2 separate regions of the Bombyx mori genome follow, and region 2 is linked to region 1. A link is a contact called in public Hi-C data. All regions are on one chromosome and are shown on one strand. Each heading gives the region's core, a stretch centred on a gene start, on an enhancer-like site or on the middle of the called end of the contact. The rest is flanking DNA. Distances are from core to core; before and after follow the strand shown.

Region 1 (4,198 bases), core at 836-3,335:
AGTTTAATCTTGCATTGATTATTGTCATTATAATATTTAGAACGTCTCAAATAGTTTAGAGTAAAAAAAAAATCGCGAGAACAAACTGTAAAAATAGTTAAAATTATGTTCAATAAAGACTGGATGGGGGTCATAGTGGGTCTCTCCCTCCCCATGAGTGGGCCTCCTCCCACAAGGTGCACCGACCATCTGTTGAGGGTCGCGGGAATTCGCTAGATACACACAGTGCAGGAATGGTCATTATGGCGAGGCTTGGGGAAACCCTTGTCCACCAGTGGACGTTGTGAAAAAACAATGATTAATTAATGTTACTTTCTTGGCGATCTTCAGTTTTAAGTAGTGGTAGCTTAATAGTTTTTTTTTTGTATTCCCAATTGAATTTTGTTGTTTTTTTTGCTTAATGAGAAATATTTTTTAGTAGTTTAGGGTGTAATGCTATTATTATTCAGACTTAAGTCCTTAAGCGGAACGCGGGCCTGATCAAAAAATAAAAATTGTTTGTTAAAGGTTCCTTCAATTCTGGCGCGACAACTTCGTCCCCTTTTGGCGGATTCAAACCTGCCACAGGATCTTTTGGTGCGAGCACGTCAACGCAGCCCGCCACTGGTGGAGGTAGGTTCGGCTTTTGAGTAGACCTGATGTATTAACATAGCACATTAAGCGTATATAGACTAAAATACAGCGAGAAATGGAATTTATTAACCAGATTATGCACTGGCTAACACCCCAAACAAGCCCCTCCCCCAACACCCCCTCCCCAACACTTAACACCGCCTCTCCCCAAAACCCCCACCTCAACATGATCCAATATGAGCTTGACTTGCTGTGGTACCCACCGTACAAGATTTGAGTAAGTTGAGTTAACAGTTAACAGATTGCAGTCCCTTTTATTTATTTATTTATACATACAATTGATTAATCGTTATTTTTAGTTAAATTTGCTTTGGCTCGTTGAAAATGTATGAATTAATTTTAGTCACAATTTGCTCAAGATAGAAAGTGGGGCGAAAAGAGATAGATGGATTATGAATGTGATAGATGTTGGAATGAAGTGTTTAACAGATGGACTGCCATGTAGGTCACCGGTGCCCTACGCGGCGCACTGAAGTAATTATGTCAATTTACTGTTACACTCTGGATTTCTTAACTATGCCTTCTTTTGTTTGGTAATGTATGTTTTTAGTCTTTTAGGCGTCTTAGAAATAGATTCCTTCACAGTATCTTCGGATTCGTCTTTCCCAGAGTAGATATTCTGGCACCTTAGTAATAGAAATCGAGGTAATTACTTCAGTGCTTCACGTAGGGCAGTGATAACATACACAGCAGTCAACGTGTTAAACAAGTCTGGTTATGGAAAGGGGTTGAATGAACTCTTGGCGGTTACATTTTTGGTGTTTTTTTTTTAAGGTCTCTTCGCGAACAATACCTCTGGTGGTGGTCTTTTCGGGAATCCCGGTCCCTCGACATCGACTTCCGCCTTCGGGACGAGCACCACTGGTTTCGGCTTCGGCGGAGGTGCTACGTCCGGTGGACTATTCGGGAATACCTCGACCGCTGGAGGGGGTTTGTTCGGGAACACGCAGGCGACACCCTCGTTTGGAGTCAAACCGACAGGTCAGTTGAGATTGTTCTACATACCACACCTTTAGAATTGAAGTGGCTTAATCAAGAATTCTGGGTTTTTTTGGTAAATCCCAAAAAAATTATTGTAGAATAGTAGCTGTTTTACGATTTTAATATTTTAAACCTTAAATTTTGAGGTTTAAAGTGCTTGAACGATGAAGAGTTCGACGAACCAACTAATCCATAGACACAGCATACTGAGTTTCTCGTCGGATATTCACAGTCGGTCGCGTTTTTGATCCGGTGGTTGATTCTTACTGCACTTGCTGTGACAACCCGGCAGCGACAAGAACGACTAACCTTGGATAGTTCAAAGAAGCGAACAATAACATTTGAGTTTGGTACAGGTTTCGGCTTCAGCGGCTCGACCACGACCGGAGCGACCACCGGGAACCTGTTCGGCACGCCGGCGACCGGACCCGGCGCCGGACTGTTCGCGCCCCAGGGCAACACCATGTCCGGCGGGGGACTGTTCGGGGGGAACACCAGCGCTGGTCGGTGACCTAGACTTAGCTGTTCTTATATATCGCACCTTTAGAATTGAAGGAGCTTCATTCAAAAGTCAATCTTTGCGCTGAGGCCTGAGGGAGGCCTATGTCCTAAGCAATGGACGTCTGTGGGCTGATAGTAGAGAATCTAAGCCCTAAACACGTCATTACGGATCCTCCAGATACATTAACGGTGCTTTTAGGTACCTCGAGCACCGGTCACCGTACTCGTCGAGCCCGTCGCTTGCGACGAAGAGCTCGTCGAGTAAATTAACCCATAGACACAGCCCACTGAGTTTCTCGCCGGTTCTTCTCAGTGGGTCGCGTTTCCGATCCGGTGGTAGATTCTGCGAAGCGCTGCTCTTACTAGGGCTAGTGTTAGCAACTCATCAGGCTAGAGACCTGTAAGCCCACCTACTTGTTAAGGTTACGCTAAAATGGCCTCTCAAGGCCTACAGCTTAGGTAGAAACAAAAACAGTTTATAAGACAGTTATCCCGTTAAAAAAGTGATTATTCAATTTTTTTGTTACCCAACAATTTAATTGTAATGTTCTATGCCTGTCTTTAATATGTTTTATTTTATTTTAAAATCTAATTGCTTTATACGAAAAGTTAATTTTCATTTAATGTAACTTTGTGATCATCCCGTAGAAATTATTACAATTGAAATGTCATATGCATCATGTATGTCATGTATAAGGTTTTAACAAATATTTTGTATATATATGTGTGTGTGCAGGTGCTTTCGGTCAGCAGCAACCCACAGGGACCGGCCATGTCAAGTTCAACCCAGTTGTTGGGACGGAGGTGGTGATGAAAAATGGCACATCACAGAACATTAACATCAAACATCACTGCATAACTTTCATGAAGGTATTATTTGACAAAAAATCGCTAATCCTGATTACCCTAGTAAGGATAACGGATCAAACTGTTTAAAATATTTAATTGTCATTGGTCCTTAATAGGTATGCCAAATTTCGAGTTAATCCGACGTTTTGAAGGGGGTCAAAATCATGTTCAAAGATTCCGTTACATACTAACATACGTATGAAGCTAATAAAAGCGTATTAAAAAGTCGCGTACTAACCGAAATGCCGTCGAAATGGCGCCGGCGCGTCTTATTCGTCGAAGTGCTTTTTTTTTTAAGAGGTTTTATGACCTGGTAACTGAGACCTTTAAGTCATGTCTTATTTTAATTTATATTATTCATATTTTTATGAAAAATGATATTATGGAGTGAAATGAAATGAAGACGACTAATTTGAGACATTAATCAACTGGGATGAAATTAAATGAAATGAATTGAGATGATATGGGATGAAATATAATCTCAGTATAAAATGCTGGTCATTTACTAAGATTTTTTCAGTAGACTTTTTGGACGATCCCGAGAAGTTACGTCCAGCGGCTTTGTTTCATTTTCCCACATTTGTGCACTTTCACAGATATTAAACAGTTAATAAACCACCATTATTACACATTTAAACCCGAAGAAACACTAAATAGACAAAATAAAACAAATCACACAACTTCACTCCTCGCGTTCCCGCCAAAAAGTCCCGTCGAAGTGCTGAAGAGACAAGATGGCCACGTTTTAATCTATTGTTCCTCGAGTGGAGGACATGTTGAAAGGGGCGTGGCTTAGTTTTGCACACGGAACTGAGATGTGCGAGTTGACTTTCTCATTCGCCAAAACACAATTGTGTTTTTTTTTTTTAGGAATACGAAGGCAAAAGCTTAGAGGAGCTACGTTTGGAAGATTACATGGCAGGGCGAAAGGGTTCAACTGCCACCACGGGGATGTTCGGAGGTTTCCAGCAGACAACAGAGAACAAACCCTTGTTCGGCAGCACTGGTTAGTTGTTCAAGAGAAGTAATTAGATTAATTTGCTCCGTCTAATTGGGGTTTTAATGTATAGCATTTTTTCAAGCCTCTCTCTGGTTGATATAGAAATGGCAGGGGCTGGACCCAGTCAAGGTCTAATTTCGGGTGTGAATATTTAAAACAAAAACTACAGTACAAAAGTTTTCGTTTTTACTGTTGGTTGGGCTTCTTGTGTGTGTCTGCACGGATTGGTATCAA
Region 2 (4,198 bases), core at 1,117-3,616, 46 kb after region 1:
TATTGATATATTATGATTTGCGGGTAGTTTTGGTATGACTATCTTATGTGGAACATGAATTGTGTGTTTACGTTCATCGTGATTTTCTACTTCTTCCTCCTGAGCGACTTCCGGTATGCATTCTTTGCTCTCCTCATAATATGTGGAATCAAATTCCGTGTAGTTGTGATCATCTGTACCTTCAATTTTCTCATTGCACTCCAGGCCGGAGAAAACTGAGGGTTTTAATAGACTCTGCACTAACTGCACCTTGACTTTAACTTTCTCGCTTAAGTCTGGTTTAAATTTAACGGGCATGGCCAGTTTAACTTCCGCATTGAGGGGTTCGGGTGTGAATTTTTTCATGGTGATGAAAGGCTCCCTGTAAAACGGACTCGTGACTGGTTTTATTGATATATTACTTTCAATAACAATAGTCTTTTTAGAATCTTCCGGAGAGAAGTTTTCTAAGAACTTCTGCACGGAGGTACCGTCTTTGACGACTGTTATCTTTGCTGGTGTACATGTGGTGTCAGTTTTAACTCTCTTTATGGTCTGTTCAAATTTTTGTGACATCGTCAGCTCATGAGTGGATGTTCTCCCTTGTTTCCTCTTCTCAAGCAACATCTTCAGTGTGTCGATGAGCTGCGATGTGGAATGCTCTTTCTCGACATGTTCTTTAAGCTTTGAAACACTGTTGAATATTTGAGCGCATTTAATGCATGTTTGCAACTCATTCTTACTGTGTAAAGCCATGTGACGTTTGTAGTTTTGTTTGGTATAACAGTATTTATTGCATTTCGTACAAGTTACTTTCCTACGGTTGTCCTTTTTGTCTTTATAGTTCGAGAAAAGCTTTTCTGGAAATGCTTTTGGCGTTGGTTTGCTGTTTGTTAGCTCCACAAGCGGGATATCATCTTCGTCAGTTGAATCTTGTATTACGTATTCCTTTTCTACGGTTTTCTTTCGTCTTCCTCCCGTTTTTCTTCTGCGCTTCTGCTTTTTAGGTTGGGTCTCCTTCATTTTTTTCTCTAATTCTGTCATATAGCACTCTGTTTCCGTTGCTGAGAGTACATTTAGAATTGATTTGTAATCAGATGCATCAGACTTCTGATTCGGAAGGCTATATACTTCACTGTACATGTTACACATTCTCTTATCTTCTTCTGATAAAACACAGGTGGGAGTGAAGGGGTTCTCAGATTTTTTATCGGCAAAATATACATGGTAATTCTTGTCGAACTCAATAAAGCCGACACTATTGTGGTCCAGTTTAATGTGTATTGTGAATTTTTTACGTATCTTAAACTTTTTGTTGCATATTTTACACGTGTAAGGCTCTAAGTCCTTGTGTTTCATATAAAAATGCGAGAATAGCTTCTGTGGATGTTTGAATACCGTTTTGCAATCCACACACTCGTACTTATACAAATGTAGCTCCGTACGGTGGACACGAGTCATGTGTTTCATGAGTGCAACCTTTCCAACGCACTGTCTATAACAAAACTTGCAGGTTTTCACTTCTATTGACAGAGGATGCCTAGAAATTTGATGTTCAGTCAGATCGTTGACGGAATGAAATATAATATTACACATAGTACATTTTACAGGTTTACATTGCCTAATGTGGTTCTTGTAATACATCGAGCCGATCAACTGATAGCATTCCTTGCATTGTATCGTTTTGTCAGTCTGTACATGATTACATGACGAACTCATGACCAAATGCGAAAATAGGCCTCTGCGTAGCTTGTATACGTTGCCACAGCTATCGCACGCGAGCGACCGACAGTTTTTCTCTTGTAAATGTTGTATGTAAAGATCCAAATCGTTGGTTTTGTAGTCACATACGGTGCAAGAGTAATCCGAGTCATCGGCTTTGACTTTGGTGAACGTCGACATTTTCATGTTCAGTACAGACGATAGGAACGGGTACAGGTTATGCAGGAATACGCCTTCATCGACGTGTTTATGGTTTTCCACCTCGTGCCGTTCTAATTCCATTTCGTTGATGTACAGCGCTGAGCATTGCGAGCACGCGTTGTATTCAGATTTGGCGGTATAATGCTTTCGCGTATGCTGTTTGTATTTGTTGAAATCGATAAACACACGCGAACAAAGCTGGCAAAACTTCGAGGCGGCGAGATGCGAGTCGCGTATGTGGTAAGCGTATTCCTCGACGTCGGCGTATTTGCATTCGCAGAAGTCGCACGTCTTCCGCCGCTCCGTGTCGGTCGATACCGTGCTGTGAACTTTTAGGTGTTGTTTCAGATCTCCGGGATCGAGAAACTCCGCGTTGCATATTGAACATATTACATCGACTTCAGCATCGTACTGTAGATCATTGTCGATGTTCAAGACGGTCTCGAAATTTGCATCACCTCCCATGGTTGTACAAAGGTTAAATTAATATAATAAAATACTTATATTTGCAGTTCCTCATTGCCTTTCGGCGTGTTTTCAAGTTTTACTAGTCAGTGATTACACAAATTGTTTTTTTATGATTAGCCAGCCTTAACTGTCACTGTCAAATTGATTGTCAAGCCGTGATAATAATAGGATTTTCCAATAAGAAAGGCGAAAGTATCAGACCATACAGTCTAATCTGTTATAATTCAGTTTCATAAAATAATGTAGAGTGAAAAATTATATTGATGAAATGGAATGAAGTTGATCTGTTTGAGACTCTAATTGATTAGGATGAAATTATATCTCAGTGAAATGATGGTTATTTACTGAGAGTTCGATTGCCTTTTTGGGAGAATCCGAACGTAGCTTATGTTCAACGTCTTTTTTGTTTCGTTTTTCCACTTTCACAGATGCGAAATGGTTATTGTATTGTATAAACAGTGTGTACAATAAAGAATGGTAAATATGTGAACCACCGTTATTATACTTTTAAGCTGGAAGAAGTACTAGGTTAGTAAATAAAATAATTCACACAATTTTTATAATTGCTGTTACCGCCAAAACGGTTTTCAAATTTAGGATGATAAGTGAATCTATTCAATAATTATTATCGATAAAATTATCATCGAATCAGGAATCAATAGCTGCATGATTGAGCTATATAGTCAGAATATACTATATAGTACTAGAGCATCTAAATTTTACATCCTAGCAGTCATTGAGTAGAGTGGAAATATTAGAGCCAATTTATTTTAGCCATGTTTGCTTGACCTATATCACACATTAACCACAAGATATTTAATTGACAAAGGCTTATCTCGTGTAGCGCCCGTGTGTAATCATTACTCCAGCGCCCTCTAGTAGGCGCGTGGTTAAAATTGAATAGTTAGTAAAATTATGGAGGGCAGAGATAAGGAGCACCATCTTGTTGAAAGGACAAATCCAAAAAGTATCCATCTGTAAACAGCGAGCTATTGTTGTAAGACTCACCGAAATAGCACTAACGTAGAAAGTGAGAATGATATGAATATAGCAGTTTTAATCGGAGTGAAATGTGCCGTGTTGAAGTGAAGTGTGGTAATTTATAGCGCTGTTTTTTAAATCTCACCACTTGCTACACTGGCGCCATCTTAATTTTTCCTTTTCAGCGGACACTTTTTAATACTGGGTGTTAGGTTAGACAGCTTCCGAAAACGAAGACAGACGATAGTACGCATGACACCTTTGATGATGGGACGGAATAAAAACGATACTGATTTAAAAAAAAAAAAATGTGTGGTAACGTGGGTCACCGGATAGGAACGAAGTTCCTTATTATAAAAATATTAATTTTAAGTTCTATTCGAGGTATAAAGAAAATAACTATTCGGGTATACATTTTTTATTATGATTTTTTTATTGATAAAAATAAAATAAAAACTACTTTACAAAGTTATCAACTTTATTTTATTCACAATGATTTATAAAAAATATATAATGAAAATATGTTATTTTTTGTACATTATTACAAAGTTAAGTCGTACACTGTGTGTATTACTAATAAAAATCTTACGTTACGGACGGTTTCCCCTGGTTAGGGTACCCCTCCGCATCGTCCCATAAGGAACTTCGTTCCAAAGTAGTTTTAAAACGTTTTATTAGCATTCTTTACGCTCCATCATGATAGTACAGCTAAATGAAACGGTAGTTACTCTGATGGCATTCCTTACTTTTAGTCTCCATAGTACAAATGCAGCATGTTTATTAACAGTGCCCATGCCAGCGCCTCCTAACCCCGCTACGTCCCAAACCTTCAACACAGGCAGAACTG

What was found. A called contact is a pair of places that touch in the nucleus more often than the background predicts.
Region 2: a Hi-C map of whole pupa shows a contact between it and region 1, with 2.3 times the contacts expected there. The contact joins the promoter of LOC101746508 here to the enhancer-like site in region 1. A contact is called at or near these places in 4 of 7 Hi-C or Micro-C datasets (middle silk gland, posterior silk gland and whole pupa).

Annotation. Positions count from the first base shown.
Region 1 is chr11:3,521,161-3,525,358 of ASM3026992v2, forward strand. LOC101746229 (nuclear pore complex protein Nup98-Nup96) reads left to right here. Exons shown (of 49, transcript XM_062671001.1): 3 at 508-612; 4 at 1,408-1,614; 5 at 1,971-2,117; 6 at 2,852-2,985; 7 at 3,835-3,970. Among protein-coding and RNA genes, the nearest start is that of LOC101746229, 6.4 kb to the left of the region's middle. Within about 2 kb of position 2,086, at least 3 of the 8 cell types and tissues checked have open chromatin away from gene starts, as enhancers often do.
Region 2 is chr11:3,566,733-3,570,930 of ASM3026992v2, forward strand. LOC101746508 (gastrula zinc finger protein xFG20-1) reads right to left here and starts at 2,367. Exons shown (of 1, transcript XM_004922298.1): 1 at 1-2,367. The coding sequence starts at 2,367.